2 separate regions of the Macaca mulatta genome follow, and region 2 is linked to region 1. Evidence: chromatin contacts called from public Hi-C data. All regions are on one chromosome and are shown on one strand. The core of a region is the stretch at or near the end of the contact, and the rest is flanking DNA. Distances in the headings are between cores, read along the strand shown. Region 1 holds the start of ZRANB1 (zinc finger RANBP2-type containing 1). Region 2 holds the start of EDRF1 (erythroid differentiation regulatory factor 1).

Region 1 (7,842 bases), core at 3,389-5,888:
ACCTCTTTATGGCTTTCTACTGTTAATGGAACTAAAGATCCATTTTTTTCTACTGTTAATGGAACTACAGATCCAAATTTTGCATTCAAAACTTTCACAAAAATGCAATATGGAATTATAAACTCTACAGTTAGTCTGGGAAAAACTGAAACGAAAGCCAGAACAAACTATCAACAAAACTATACTGTCTCTACACTTTACTACAAAGGTCCTTTTTTTTTTTTTTTTTTTTTGAGATGGAGTCTTGTTCAGTCACCCAGGCTGGAGTGCAATGGCGCGATCTCGGCTCACTGCAAGCTCCACCTCCCAGGTTCACACCATTCTCCTGCCTCAGCCTCCCGAGTAGCTGGGACTACAGGCACCCGCCACCACGCCAAGCTAATTTTTTTTTTTTTTGTATTTTTAGCAGAGACAGGGTTTCACCATGTTAGCCACGATGGTCTCGATTCTCCTGACCTCGTGATCTACCCGCCTCAGCCTCCCAAAGTGCTGGGATTACAGGCATGAGCCACTGCGCCTGGCCTTTTTTTTTTTTTTTTAGATAGCGTCCTGCTCTGTTGCCCAGGGTGTAGTACAGTAGTGCCATCATAGCTCACTGCAGCCTGGACCTCCCAGGCTCAAGCAATTCTCCTGCCTCGGCCTCCCAGAGTGCTAGGATTAGAGGCATGGGCCACTGCACCGAGTCTAATATAAGGTTTCTGAAAAGGAAATTAAAAACCCCACAAAGACAGTGTATACTTTTTTCCAAATGAAATATTTCTCCGAATCCAAATACACATAAGTAGAATGTTAGTTTGGTCAGTGTGCCAATCAGCAACAGTTCTGTAACTGTTACAATGCCCCATCTGCTGTATTTATTGATGATATCTTTTTAATTCAAATATAGTGGAACATTTGACTGTGGAATCAAGAGTTCTGTGCTCTGCTGGGCACGGTGCTATGTGCCTGTAATCCCAGCATTTTGGGAGGCAGAGGCAGGAGGATCGTTTGAATCCAGCAGTTCAAGACGAGCCTGGGCAACACAGACTTTGTCTCCACTAAGAGTTTAAAAATTAGCCGGGTATGGTGGAGCATGTCTGTAGTCCTAGCTACTGGGAAAGCCAGGGTGGGAGGATCACTTGGGCCGCGGGGGTTTGAGGCAGCAGTGTGCTATGATTGCACCACTGCACTCCAGCCTGGGTGACAGAGTGAGATCTTGTCTTTACAAAAATAAAAAAATAAAAAAACATTTGAAAAAGAGTTACGTGTTCCTGTTCGAATTGCAGAGTTAATTTGTCTAGCTCTTGTTAAGACACTTAACATCTTTAGGCATTAATTTCCACATCTGCAAGCTTTCGGGGTTTGAGGGCTGTTTTGTCAGTAGTTCTCAATACTGGCTGCACGTTTCAGTTACCTGGGGAGTGGGTTTAAAACATATCCATAGGTTGGGCGCAGTGGCTCACGCTGGTAATCCCAGCACTTTGGGAGGCTGAGGCGGGTGGATCATGAGGTCAGGAGATCAAGACCATCCTGGTTAACACAGTGAAACCCCGTCTACCAAAAAATACAAAAAAAAAAAAAAAAAAAAAAAAAAAAAATGCCGGGCGTAGTGGTGGGTGCCTGTAGTCCCAGCTACTCGGGAGGTTGAGACAGAAGAATGGCATGAACGTGGGAGGCGGAGCTTGCAGTGAGCCGAGTTCGCGCCACTGCACTCCAGCCTGGGGGACACAGCAAGACTCCATCTCAAAAACAAAAAACAAAAAACATAAAACATATCCAAGCCCAGGCCCCTCTCTTAGGGATTGTTTCGATAGGACATCTGTCTCTCTCTTTTTCTCTCTCTCTCTATATATTTTGTTTGTTCATTTGTTTTTTTAGATAGAGTCTCACTCTGTTGCCCAGGCTGGAGTGCAATGGCATAGTCACGGCTCACTGCAACCTCCACCTCCTGGGTTCAAATGATTCTCGTGCCTCAGCATCCCGCATAGCTGGGGTTAAAGGCAGGTGACACCACGTCCGGCTAATTTTTGTATTTTTAGTAGGGACGAGGTTTCACCATGTCGGCCATGCTGGTCTCAAACTCCCGACCTCAGGTGATCTGCCTGCCTCGGCCTCCCAAATTGCTGGGATAACAGGCATGAGCCACTGCGCCTGACCTATAATTACAGGTCTTTCTTTCTTTTTTTTTTTTGAGACAGAGTTTTGCTATTGTTGCTCAGGCTGGAGTGCAATGACACAATCTCAGCTCACTGCAACCTCCGCCTCTGGAGTTCAAGAGATTCTCTTGCCTCAGCTTCCCAACTAGTTGGGATTACAGGCACGCACCACGACGCCTGGCTAATGTTTTGTATTTAGTAGAGACGGGATTTCACCATGTTGGTCAGGCTGGTCTCGAACTCCTGACTTCAGGTGATCCACCCGCCTCGGCCTCCCAAAGTCCTGGGATTACAAGGGTGAGCCACTGCGCCTGGCCATAATTATGGTTATTTCTATCTTACTCTTTTTTTCTCTATGCTGTAGTTTCCTCACTAAGATGTGTCTTATCTTTGTGGGCTTCTTATTCATAGGTACGTGATATTCACTATTTACTCAATTGAGGAAGGAGTTAATAAACTTTATCCTAGTGATATCCCATTTCCTTACCAAAATAAACTACAACTCAAGCAAAACAAAAACACCTAATTCTGTGATTCCTGGTAGCTTGTAACTGAGAGGTTCTGCAGTCTGAATTCAGGAAGGGGAAGCTGGAGGAATTCAGGACCTCTTAAAGAAAATATTTTCAAAGTTGAAATGTTGGCCTAACTATTGTTCTTAACATAGTAACATGGTGTTTGATCTGATCTACAATTGTGTTAATTATACATTAATTATAAATACAGCTCATATATATAAATATATATGAGAATGTTAAGTTTTGCAGGCAAAAGACTTGCAGTTTAAACTCAATTTATTGAATAAATAATGTTGCTCTGGGCAGACGAGGATTGTCGAAAATATCTACACTATAGGAATGGCTATGAGAATAAAATATGCCAATAAAATATGTTGCTGGAGAGGGGAATCTATAAGATACAGCATTATTCTTTGCTGGCCATAGTGAAGCTATACACACATTCCTGACCATATTTATGCAAAGAGAAAGCTAGAACACCATGAACAGTTTTAATAAATGAAGTCCCATTAAAATTTTAAAAATCTGATTAAACTCTGAATTATGGTCCTCCTGTTGAACCTGAGGTATCCAACTGTTAAATGCCCTTTGGTAGTAGTATAGGTTTTTTCTCTAATAGATAACTTTTAAATTTACAGCTTTTAAAGAGTTGCTGTCTTTTATGATCTTTCAAATTCTTTTTTTTTTTTTTTTTTTTTTTTGAGACGGAGTCTCGCTCTGTCGCCCGGGCTGGAGTGCAGTGGCCAGATCTCAAGCTCACTGCAAGCTCCGCCTCCCGGGTTCACGCCATTCTCCTGCCTCAGCCTCCCGAGCAGATGGGACTACAGGCGCCCGCCACCTCGCCCGGCTAGTTTTTTGTATTTTTTAGTAGAGACGGGGTTTCACGGTGTTAGCCAGGATGGTCTCGATCTCCTGACCTCGCGATCCGCCCGTCTCGGCCTCCCAAAGTGCTGGGATTACAGGCTTGAGCCACCGCGCCCGGCTGATCTTTCAAATTCTATCTTCTCCTCACAAAATTTTAAGTATGAAAACTACAAGGTAAAGTCCCACTGGGAAAAAACAAAGATCTCTTGCTAGAAAAATTTCCCATACTCATGGGGTTTTAACAAATGGCTGGCTTATTTTGGCTATTTGGTTATTTTTACAGTACAAAAAGAAAGAAATACACATATCTGTTTAGAACTTGGTCCCAGGGGATTCTCCTAAGCAGTATTTTTTCCATAGCTGTAATTTATCCTCGGCCTGAAGATAGGTAAGGCTTATTTACAGAAATAAGGCTTATTAGGAAAGGTTTATTTCTAATTTACAGAAAAGGTATCCATAAGAAGGTTGGATTTTCCCAAGACTAGCGCCAGTAAGTCGTGGAGGAGAGCAAGACGCAAGGTCTCCATTACTTTTCATGGCGTGTCTATCTACGTACGCACACATGTACCATGCACAGAGCAACGAGAAATATACACATACATCCATATACACGGATAGCCCCAGCAAAGGCAGGGGTAAAAATCGGACACTGCAAAACATAAATTTAAAAAATCAAACCATCACAAAGCACCTAGAGCTTTGTCTTCCCTGGTGTTTTATGAAGAGCTTCAAAGTCCTTAAGAAAAAGTAAAGCAGCATTTGGGTTATACGTAGATCGCTTAGGCTACGTGAGACCTGGGGGTTAACTTAAAACTCCGGCGCATGTGTCGCAGAGACGAGGCAAAGCGCGCCTCCAGACACTGACGAGGACGCCCTCCGGGCCGCCGTCAGCCCGCGCCCCCGAGCGCCACGCACCCCACGGCGGTCCGGCACCCTCAGGCCCACAGCGGTCCGCGGAAGGGAACCAGCGCGGGGCCAACGCGCGCCACCGACTCACAATCGAGGCCGCACTCCGGCTGACGTCACCCTCTTTCGACCCGCCCCCTGAGCCCGGAATGAGGCGGCCGCTCATTGGCTGCGCCGCCGGCGGCCTCGGGGCCAATGACAGGGCGGCGAGCGTCTGGGTCCGGCCTTGACGTTGTGCCGCTCGCCGCGGGGTTTATTTGGCTCCGGGTCCCTCGGCTGCCGCCATTAGGGGTCCGCAGCCCCGCGGCCGCCTCCCACACCTCACTGCCCCCGCCCCCCGGGGCTCCCCAGCCTCCGCGCCTCCTCTCCGCCCCTCTACCCCGGCCTCCGGCAGCCAGGAGCCGCGCGCGGACCCGCGGAGACCATGTCCTGACTGAGGGGAGAAGGCGGAGGCGGCAGCAGCGGGGCGGGCGGCGGCGCGGAGGGAGGCGGAGAGGGGACGGGCTCGACTCGTCGCCGCGGGCTGCGCGGGGAGTCGCCGCCGCCGCCGCCGCCGCCGCCGCCGCCAAGCGCCCGTCGGACGGGGAGGAGGAGCAGGAGCTGGAGGGGGAGCCGCCGCCGCCAGGTAACCGGGCCCTGGGGGGCGCCCCACCGCGGCCTGCCGGGTCCCTCGCTTCCAGGCGGCGCCCAGGTTGCTGGGCCTCCCGGGCTGCCCGCCCGCCCGGCACCCCGGGGGCGGCCGCGTCGCAGGCGCGGGGAGGGCAGGGGCCCGGGCCGCCGCTGTCGGCCCTTCCATCTTAGGCGCTCCGGGTGCGGGGACGGCCCAGGGGCTGTGGGAGGGCGGGTCCGCCCAGCTTGTTTACCGACCGCCGGCCGGCCGCGGCTGGACGCCGTGCGGGTCCCGCCGCCGCTCTTCCGCCAGATTTCCCCACAACTTCTTTTCCTGCCGGAGACGGGTTAGCTAGTGGGGTTTCGGTCCCATTCCGCAATAGGCCGTAAACACTTGGGTCCATCGCCACAAGTTGGTTCTGGTCTCCAAACTTGTGTTTCAGTCCCTCGGCCACTTGCTTTCCACCTCCTGCGGTGGCCTCCAGTTGCCATTTCTAGGAAAATAAAGGTGGGGGACGACGAGGCGGGTGGGGAGGAGGAGCTGGAGCTAGTGGAAAGATTCGTCTACCCCTTCTGTTCTAAGTAACGAGTGTTCAGTGCAAGGATCTGTTTCTTCTCTGCTGTGGTTTGGTGCGGGTCATTTCACAGACAAAAGAACTGTAGTGAATGCTGGCATTAAGCGCAGGGAACAGGCAGTTTAGGTTAAGCCTGGAAGTTTGAACCGGCCCATTATCTTTGAGGTACACTGGTGTTTTGAAACTCTCTTGCTGAGAATTGTGTATTTCCGTCAGTTGATTACCCTTTTCTATAACTCCGTAGACTGTCGATTTAAGCGCCGCCCCATTTTACCAGTATTTTGGTTTCACCGTGTTTATGATGATGTTAATAAATCTAATATGCAAAAATACCGTTTTAGGAACACAATTCGAGTTTTTTTTTTTTTGAGACGGAGTTTCGCGCTTGTTGCCCAAGCTGGAGTGCAGTGGCGCTATCTCGGCTCACTGCAACCTCCACCTCCTAGGTTCAAGCGATTTTCCTGCCTCAGCCTTCTGAGTAGTTGGGACTACAGGAATGCGCCACCACGCCCGGCTAATTTTGTATTGTTAGTAGAGATGGGGGTTTCTCCATGTTGGTCAGGCTGGTCTCGAACTCCCGACCTCAGGTGATCCGCCCGTCTCTCGGCCTCCCAAAGTGCTGGATTTAGGCGTGAGCCACCGCGCTTGGCCTGAGAGAAATCTTTAACTGGGACCTATTCTGTAAAGAGTGATTTCTTTACCTGTGTGTTTTAGTTAACATCACTTGTGCAGTATCCAGCAGTACCCCTGTTTTGATCAAACATGGATGACTCAGTGTACAAAACATAAACCAGGGGAAACCATAAGGAATTTTGATCTCGCCTTGTGCCAAGGCTCTTGGGAAAGTCATCTGAACTATGGGAGAAATAAAGCTGGATTTTGTCTCCTTGTTATTATTTTGAGTTAAATGAAGTAATTCTAAAAAAATTTAGAATCCTCTTGACTTTTGGCTCTAAAGGTAGGCAGGCTCTTTATACTAAAATTTCATAACATTGTTTTTATTGGGCTGTTGGGGGTTTACGAGATAGTAGGACAGTAATGACACATTTTGCTCTTTTGAGGAGGATGTTATTTGAATGTCATGAAGGATTTTATTTCTGTTGCTGTTTTAGCGCCTTTTATTAATGCCTCAGAGCATTGGGACACCCATTTATTTACTCTTGAAATGTGCTTGGGTATGATGAACTCATTCATAGTAATATATTTTAAGCTCGTGGCCTTGATCCATGTCTGTACGCTGATAGGGGTTATGGCATGTCACATTTAAAGTCTGAGGATTAACATAGTTTTGGAACTCATGATCCATTTGTACAATATTTGAGGGAAATTGCTTCATATGTGTAATTGATACAGTGAGAGCTTGTTCATGTGCTTTATAATAAATGTAAACTTTAAATGTGAATTACAGAAGTAGACCACTGACCTGGCCGGTGGCTCTTGCCTATAATCTCAGCACTTTGGGAGGCTGAGGCGGGCGGATCGCCTGAGGTCAGGAGTTCGATACTAGCCTGGGCAACATGGTGAAACCCCGTCTCTACTAAAAATATAAAAAAATTAGCTGCGCATGGTATCGTGTGCCTGTAATCCCAGCTACTCGGAAGGCTGAGGCAAGAGAATCCCTTGAACCGCGGAGGCGGAGGTTGCTGTGAGCCGAAATCGAGCCACTGCACTCCAGCCTGGGTGACTGAGCGGGACTGCATTTGAAAACAACACAAAACAAAAGTAGACCACTATTAATTTGGTTCAGGTTTTTTTTTTTTCCCTCCTCCTCCTCCTTTTTTTTCTTGAGACGCAGTCTCGCTCTGTCGCCCAGGCTGAAGTTCAGTGGTGCGATCTTGGTTTACTGCAAGCTCCGCCTCCCGTGTTCACGCCATTCTCCTGCCTCAGCCTCCTGAGTAGCTGGGACTACAGGCGCCTGCCACCACGCCCGGCTAAGTTTTTGTATTTTTAATGTCACGGGGTTTCACCGTGTTAGCCAGGATGGTCTCTATCCTCCTGACCTCGTGATCTGCCCTCCTCGGCCTCCCAAAGTGCTGGGATTACAGGTGTGAGCCGCTGCGGCCAGCACCCCCTGCCTTTTTTTTTGTTTTTGAGACCTAGTCTCATCACTCTGTTGCCCAGGCTGGAGTGCCGTGGCGTGATCTTGGCTCACTGCAACCTCCCCCTCCCGGGTTCAAGCGATTCTTTTGCCTCAGTCTCCCGAGTAGCTGCTGGAATTACAGGCGCGTGCCAACACGC
Region 2 (7,842 bases), core at 3,768-6,267, 790 kb after region 1:
AAACATCACCTTTGTTTTGAAGAAACAGATTCAGTCTGTTTGTTTTTGTGAAACTTTCGCTTGGGTATCATCCTAATGACAGCTACATGTCATCACAGATAAGATGAGAAAATGTAGAACACTCTTTATAAATAAAAAGAAAATATAGTAACTCATTTTCAAGCTTGACAATTCTTTTGAATGCTTTACTACTGATGATCTGTGATCTCTGTGGGATACAAGATTTTCAAGGTCACTCCTTGCTGTGATCTGGATATATGTATGTCCCCACCAAACTCATGTTGAAATTTCATCTCAGTGTGGTAGTTCTCTCAGGAATTGGTTAGTTCTGCAAGAGTGGGTTGTTACAAAGTCAGAACACCCACCTGGTTTTGCCTCTCTTCACACATGTCCACTTACCCACTGATCTTCTCTGCCATATTATGACACAGCCTGAAACCTCTCACCAGAAGCCAGAGCCATGTGCTTCAACTTCCCAGCCTGCAGAACCATGAACTAAATCAACCTTTTCTAAAAATAAATTACCCAATCTTAGGTATTCTGTTATCATGACACAAAACAGACTAAGACACCCCTCATCACAAAACTCTGAAAAGATTCTGCAAAAGGCTTTGCTTTTTCACCAAATTTGGCCTTGTGAATGGCATCCAATAGCCTATCCAAGCCACCATATATGCCTGTGGTAGACTGCATAATGGTCATGGATAACCAACATCCCTCCTTAGGGTCCAGTCTCCCCTGCCATATGTATCCTTGGCTTGGCCATGTGATTTATTTGGCCAAAAAAAAAAAAAAAAAAAAATGAATGGCAGTGATGTTTGCCACTTCTGACCAAAAGCTTTTGGAGCTAGTCTGCAATGCACCAATCTCTTTTTGTCTCTGCTACTGCAACTGGCAATGTTCCAGATTGAGGCTGCTTCATCAGATGGGACATACTTATGCTAAATATTTGGGACATTCTCATCCTAAAAATTTTTTCACTGTTTATCTGAAATTCAAATTTAACTTTGCATCCTGTTCTTTCTCTGGCTAACCCAGCTGTAAGCCACTGACCTGGCTAACCCAGCTGTAAGCCACTGACCTGGTTAACCCAGCTGTAAGCCACTGACCTGGCTAACCCAGCTGTAAGCCACTGACACTTGGGGATCATTGGGTTTGTCAGTATAACCCAATCTTATGTGACCAGCTCACCATGGCCCAAGGAAGGGCACCTGTGTCAATCCATAAATTACATATTAGTAAAGCTTAATTTTGCCTTTACTTGTCAGATTAAAAAAAAAAAAAACAGTCTTCCTGCACCCCAGGGGATTGTCTTTGGAGACCACTATCCAAAGGTATAATCTACAGGGCAAGGTTGTCAGAAACTTAACAATTGCAGTAAAAATGTACACTAATCAGCACTACCCCAGAGATACTAGATTCTGGAGGTGGCTGGAGGATCTGTTTGCTTAACAAGTTCCTCAGGTGATTATGAGACAACTTCAAATCCACTGGCCTATGTCTACTATTTGACTTTTTAGAAAGCTAAGGTAGGAGACCTGGGTACTAGTCCTAACTTTGCAACTACCTTTGTATGATGTTCAACAAGTCGATCCTATTCTCCTTTCTGGACTGCATTGCTCTCATCTAAAGAGGCAAGAGATTGGCTCAGATGACCTCAAATCTCTTTCAGCTCTAAAAGTCTAGGATCAGGAGCCAGAAATTCAAAACTTTCTAAGATCCAGAAAGTAAACAAATGAGGCTGGTGACGGGTAAGACATTAGGTTGTGGAAGTGCCCATGGCAAACTGAAAAGCATATTCCCCAAATGGTCCCTGAGTTGAGAGGTTTTCAAGTTTGGCATGCTCTGCCCGTGAGGCTAGATAAGAACCGTGAGCATCCTGGCCACTTGTTCTTCTGGCAGGAGCCCCAACCACATTTGCCTAACTTAAAATTGTCTTGCTATAACGTTTTGGAAACTATACAAATAACTACCTGAATTTACAAATGACTGGGATTTTTCTCAGAAATCATTGCCTGCTGGGAGGATTTTTGCTAACTGAGAAAGTCTATCTACAAACTGTTTTAGAATGGAACAAACTGTATGTCAATACGACCTTTAATAATTAATGACATTGACATTGCAGTATTTCAGAGCTACTTCATTAAACATTTTTAGCTTTGATTTTGCAGATTAAAAAAAAATATTTTGGAGCCAACAATATTGTTTTTATGTCTCAAACATTTTGATGAGCATTTTAAAAGCCTGTCAGCCCCAGTCATTTTCCCTCCGTTGCCTAAGGGCTGAAACAGTTCTGTCGGCTTGTGCTGTGCCTGGTGTCAGTGATCAGACGGGACTCCAGCCTTTGAGGAGCTCACAGTCGGGAAGGGAGGCAGATACAAACAGGTAATTTTTCTATAATGTGACAAGTGCAGGATAAAGCAATACAAGCGACTGGAACAAAGGAAGGAACCCTGAGGGGTAAGGAGGTGGAGGTGTCAGGAGAGAAGCCAGGTGAGGAAGGAAAAGGTATTTTAGGCAGAGGAAAGCACCAGCAAACGTGGAGCTATGGAACAAGTAGCTGGAGCAGCAAACAAGCACACTGCTCATTCATTCAACAGACACTCTTAGTAGCTAGAGCATCAGGCACTGAAGAGGCAGGTAAACACGTGAGAGCCATGGGTAGTTGCAAGAGCCAGGATAACTACACAGACAAGGCAGAGCAGGCCACGGTTGACGGGGTACATCCCAAGTGGGGCCCTGGGGCAGGAGGACAGGGATGGAGGAAACAGGCAGACACTGGTACAATATAAAAATGAAAATCAATTAGTGTCTGAAAACTTGAAATTCTAAGAGTAATGACTTATCCTCCATGTTTTCCCACAAAATATTCCAACCTCCTATATTAAAAAGTGACAATAACTTTTTAAAAAACACTACACCATGTAAAAGTGGGTTTCTCACCTATTTTAAAAAATTTTCCTGACCACTATGAGCTCCAGCAGCATGTAAAAGTGTTTGACTAGGGAAAAAGAAAAAATTAATAAGCTCTTAGAGCAAGAGGCATATATAAATTTTATGTAACCCAGATGTGCCCAATTGCTCCAGCCCCCAGCAATCTTGCTCCTTTACGAACTAAATTACAGTACTGTAATCCTGGTCCTGTGTGTGGCTGCTGGAGACCCAGCCCTGACTCAGGTTTTCCTCCACAGTCAGTCCCAAGGGTCCCTGGTCACCCTTAGAGCTCCCATTATCCTCTGTGTGCTGCCAACCTCTTTTTCTGTGCTGAGTTCCTGGTTCTGTTTCATACTTTGTCTTTTCACGGGCTATTTCAGCACGTTTTCCCACTAAGCATCATCAACACGTGTCTAGGCACTCACTTCTCAAGAAGCATGCAAAATATTTGAATCCTGAGAAAAGAATCACTGCTATTTCTTTCTTACAAAGATAGAATTACACAATAAAACAACAGAATTTAAAGATTACCACAAGCTGAATTATGTATGTGTGTAAAAGCTTAACAAAATTACATATTATAATAATCACAAATAAAAATAGGAAAAGAAAATATTAAAGAATAAATTTAAATCACTTCATTTCACGACTCAGATCTGTTTTTGTGGACACAGACACAGAAATGGAGACTTTTTAAAATTAAGATCATATTGCACATTGGCTTTTTTTTTGAGACGGAGTCTTGCTGTGTCGCCCAGGCTGGAGTGCAGTGGTGCAATCTCAGCTCACTGCAAGCTCCGCCTCCTGGGTTCAAGCCTCCCTGCCTCAGCCTCCCTAGTAGCTGGGATTACAGGCGCCCACCACCACACCTGGCTAATTTTTGTATTTTTAGTAGAGATGGGTTTTCACCCTGTTGGTCAGGCGGTCTCGATCTGACCTCGGGTGATCTGCCCACCTCGGCCTCCCAAAGTGCAGGGATTACAGCCGTGAGTCACCGCGCCTGGCTTGTTACATTTAATTCATAAAATTGTTTTGTTACATTTGAAAGCAATTTGTGAGTTGAATGCTTGCTCATCAGGAGCATTCCTGAAAACGGACAGGACAGTGAGTTATCACAGCCAAATGTGAATTACAAATTGAGATAGCCAAACTGCAGGAACCAAGTTAATTTTTAAAAACACTTTCTGCATCCTACGGCACAACAAAACACTTTTACTACAAAACATGTATGATGGATGTGGCTGCGTTTGACAGTTTGAGATGACATTGAAGAGTGGGAAAGTAAGAGAGCCTGGACCTTCAAAGCTTGCAAACGGCCCGGGCTATTTCTCCACCTCCTGGCTACTCCAAGGAACCTCCTGGTAACCTGTGAGAAACGCCAAGTCTCAGGCCCACCCAGAGCGCCCGAATGAAAACATACGCGTTATGAGGCCCCAGGTGCAGCGTCTCAGGGATCCTGCACAGCCTGGGACGCCCCGCAAGCAGCGGGCATGCCGGGCCCCCAGGAGCCTCCGAAAGCCACCCATTCCCTAAACCGGGAGCCTCGTCCGCGCGTCCCAGCGTCCTCCCCGGAAGCCCCGCCGCTCCCACACCCAGGATGGAGCCACACGGGCACTAAGAGGCGGGCAGGGGCGCCCAGTCTTGAGATGGCAGGCTCGCTTTTCCAGTCCGGGCCCTCGGGGTGCCCGTGTGAAAAGAGGTGACACTGAAGCCTGGGGAAGAAGTGCGAAGCCCTCACTAATTCACGTAACCGGAGCCAACGGTAGCGCAGTGGGCTGCACGTCCCCTCCCACGCGCAGATTACCTGCAAGCGCGCACCACCCCCAGAACTGTTTGCCAACAAAGACGTGCAGGGGGCGGAGCCTGAGCGTCAGATCCCGCGAGCGGCGTGCAGGGGGCGGAACCTAGGAGTCAGATACCGCGAGAAGCAGTCTCCCGAAGAGGTTCGGACAAGCGCAGGCGCACTACAATTCCCGCCCTGGCCGCGAAGGTGGGACCCGCAGCGGGAGGCGGGGCCGGGCCTATGGGACAAAGATCGCGAGATTTAATGTGGAGTCACAGCTACTTCTTCCTGGCAGAGACCGGAAGTGCGGTCCGCGGAGTGTGTCTGGCGCTTGCCCTGTTTTGGGCCCGGGTGGCTGTTGCCGCTGCTCCGCTCCCCCTTCGTCTCGCCTGACTTGGATCGAAGTGATGGGGGATCCCAAGGAGGCCGGAGCAGAGGGTCCGCCGGCGGGGGCCGCCTCTCGAGGAGGACTCAGCCTCCTGTCCCAGGGAGAATCCGAGGAACCTTCTGCACAGGTGAGTCCTCCGAGGAGTGGCACCTGCCAGGGATGCGGGAGCCGAGGATCCGCTCCACCGGGGAGGGATGCCACGGTTCCCGGCAGATTCTGGAGGCTTCTCCATGTTTCCCTGACACCCCCAAAACAGGGAGTGGAAGTCCGTGTTCCTTTCGGCAGGTATTCGTATTAAAAGCAGTCCTGGTAGCCGACAGGTGAGTTAGATACGATCTCTGCTCTCAAGGAGGGTTCTTGTAAATATGTCGTTCCAAAACGTGGCACAGTCGTGCAAAGCAGGAGGGAAGAAACGGTGCCAGGCAGTGACTCGCCGAGAATGAGACCGAACTAATTCACAAAAGGTGTAAAATGTTTGCCAGGCAGAAAAGGGACTGCGTGAAAGGTTAGAATATTGAACCCAGACACTGAACTTGCTTTGGGAGTGTGCAGGTGCAGGTTGTGAGGAACGAACCCCCCATGCCTTGCTATGAAGTTAGAGACTCAAGACTATTTGAACCATGCATACATGCATGAACCGATGCATCAATTACTAAATATTTGCATTAAAACAAAAAAAGGCCCAAATATTCTACCACACTACTTTATGAATGATGTGTTATTAAAATTAAAATACATCTTTGGTCCGGCGCGGTGGCTCACGCCTGTAATCTCAGCACTTTGGAAGGCCGAGGTGGGTGGATCACCTGAGGTCGGGGAGTTGGAGACCAGCCTGGCCAACATGGCAAAACCCCGTCTCTACTAAAAATACAAAAATTAGCCGGGCGTGGTAGTGCAAGCTTGTAATTCCAGCTACTAGGGACGCTGAGGCAGGAGAATGGCTTAAGCCCAGGTTGCCCAGGTTGCAGTGAGCCATGATTGCTCCGCTGCACTCCAGCCTGGGCAACAAAGCGAGACTACTTCTCAAAAATTAAAAAAAAAAAAAAAGAATTAAAATACATCTTCGATACTGAAAATAGACTTTATTGAAGTTTGCATTTAGTTAACATGTTACCATTGAGTCTCCTTGGTTTCTGCTTCTCCACATTATATGAATAAATTTTAAAAGGTAGAGTAGGTGGTCCATTTTCTAGCTGATAACCATGACCATCATACTCCTTGACTCATCTTTTTTCTTTGAAGTTGGTGTAAAAGAACTAAATAAATGTTAGCGTTTATGCTCAAATTTATTAAGTGCTGTTAGTAACATGTGGCATCCGTTCCTTGTGAAGCCTGGTGTGACAGGTCCTTGTTTTCTTTTTTATGAAGGTGAGATTTTTCGTTCCTAGTAATTTTCATTAAAGTTTCACCCAATGTGTTAATTAGGGATCAGCTTTATTTCTTGGAGGCAATGAAGTGAAGAGCCGAGCTGTGGTGAAATACTCTTCTGCCCCTCCTCGAACAGCATTTGCACGCCTTGAAGAGAAAACAGACTTGAAACTCCCACCTGCCAACTGGTTACGAGAGAGTGCCAAACTAGGGCCGGCAGGAACTACCATTCTTGGCAACAGCAAGAAAAGCAAGCCATTTTCAAGGTAAATATTAATCAGTGGCATTTTTACCTGCCCCTCCACCCTCACTTAAAACTCTTATTTGCTTTTAAATTCAGTTTGTAATGCCCATTAACTTGTCGAGATTTCTCTTTAGAGAAAGATCACATTTGATTTTCAAAGGCTTTTTATTCTGATAATAGATGATGTTACAATATGAAGATGTACATACAATATCAATTGCATATGCTTCTTTCAAGTCTGCATCACGTTATTAGCAAAGATGAGTTTTGACCGCCAAAGTTCAATCAGCCCTTTTATTTTAGCCAATTTGCATACCTTTTGAATATATGAATATAAAGGATCAGCTTGGTGCATGAGGAGGAAGACCTTGAACATTACTTCATCTTTCCTGTGGAGTTTTTCATTAAATGGTGGCAGGTTGATCTGGAAAAGCCAGATTTAAAAACCCAGCATGTTGGGTGACCTACACCTTAACTTTGGCACCAGAAATTCTGCTGATGGTATTTAAAGTTGAGAGAGTAGCCTGAGGTCCTATAGAGAAAAATGTACTAATGTCCATATTGTAGGCCATTTAATGTGTGGGGTTCTCTTTTCTTCTTCCCCCTTCTCAGCCACTCAATCTAAAATATTTCCATGTAACTTGTAGCAAGGGGCACAAATACACTAATACTTTATGAGCTGGTAGTTTGGAAATTATCCTAAAGCCTCAGAAAATAAAAGTTATATTTGCAAAAATACGTTTGTGTGTAGCATCATTTATAGGAGCAAAAAGTTGGGAATATCCCAGATATCATTTTTTAAAAGAATGGCTTAATTATGATTTGTCAACATAATTAAATGTTGCGAGGAAATTTGAATAATTATATTAACTCTATACAAATGCCGTGCCAAGTATTTTATATGCTTATTTAATTCTCACAACAACTCTTTGAGATAGGCACTGTTAATTATTTTGCATCTGAGAAAACGGAAGCTGAGAAGGGTGAAATAATTTGACTCAAGCATACAGTAAATCACAAAGCATGCTTTGCCATTAGGCAGTCCTTGGTAAGTGTCCTGACTCTGCCTTTTAGTAATTGGAACATGGCGATGTTGGGTACCTTTCAGGCTTATAGACTATAGAT

What was found. Hi-C and Micro-C count contacts between places; a contact is called where the count stands out from the background.
Region 2: a Hi-C map of liver shows a contact between it and region 1, with 6 times the contacts expected there. The contact joins the promoter of EDRF1 here to the promoter of ZRANB1 in region 1. A contact is called at or near these places in 2 of 14 Hi-C or Micro-C datasets (fetal cortex germinal zone and liver).

The regions. Positions count from the first base shown.
Region 1 is chr9:136,973,370-136,981,211 of T2T-MMU8v2.0, forward strand. ZRANB1 (zinc finger RANBP2-type containing 1) reads left to right here and starts at 4,639. Exons shown (of 10, transcript XM_015148412.3): 1 at 4,639-5,045.
Region 2 is chr9:137,763,975-137,771,816 of T2T-MMU8v2.0, forward strand. EDRF1 (erythroid differentiation regulatory factor 1) reads left to right here and starts at 5,018. Exons shown (of 24, transcript XM_015148437.3): 1 at 5,018-5,232; 2 at 6,531-6,739. The coding sequence starts at 5,125. LOC144331367 (a long non-coding RNA gene) reads right to left here and starts at 4,857. Exons shown (of 3, transcript XR_013398452.1): 1 at 4,739-4,857.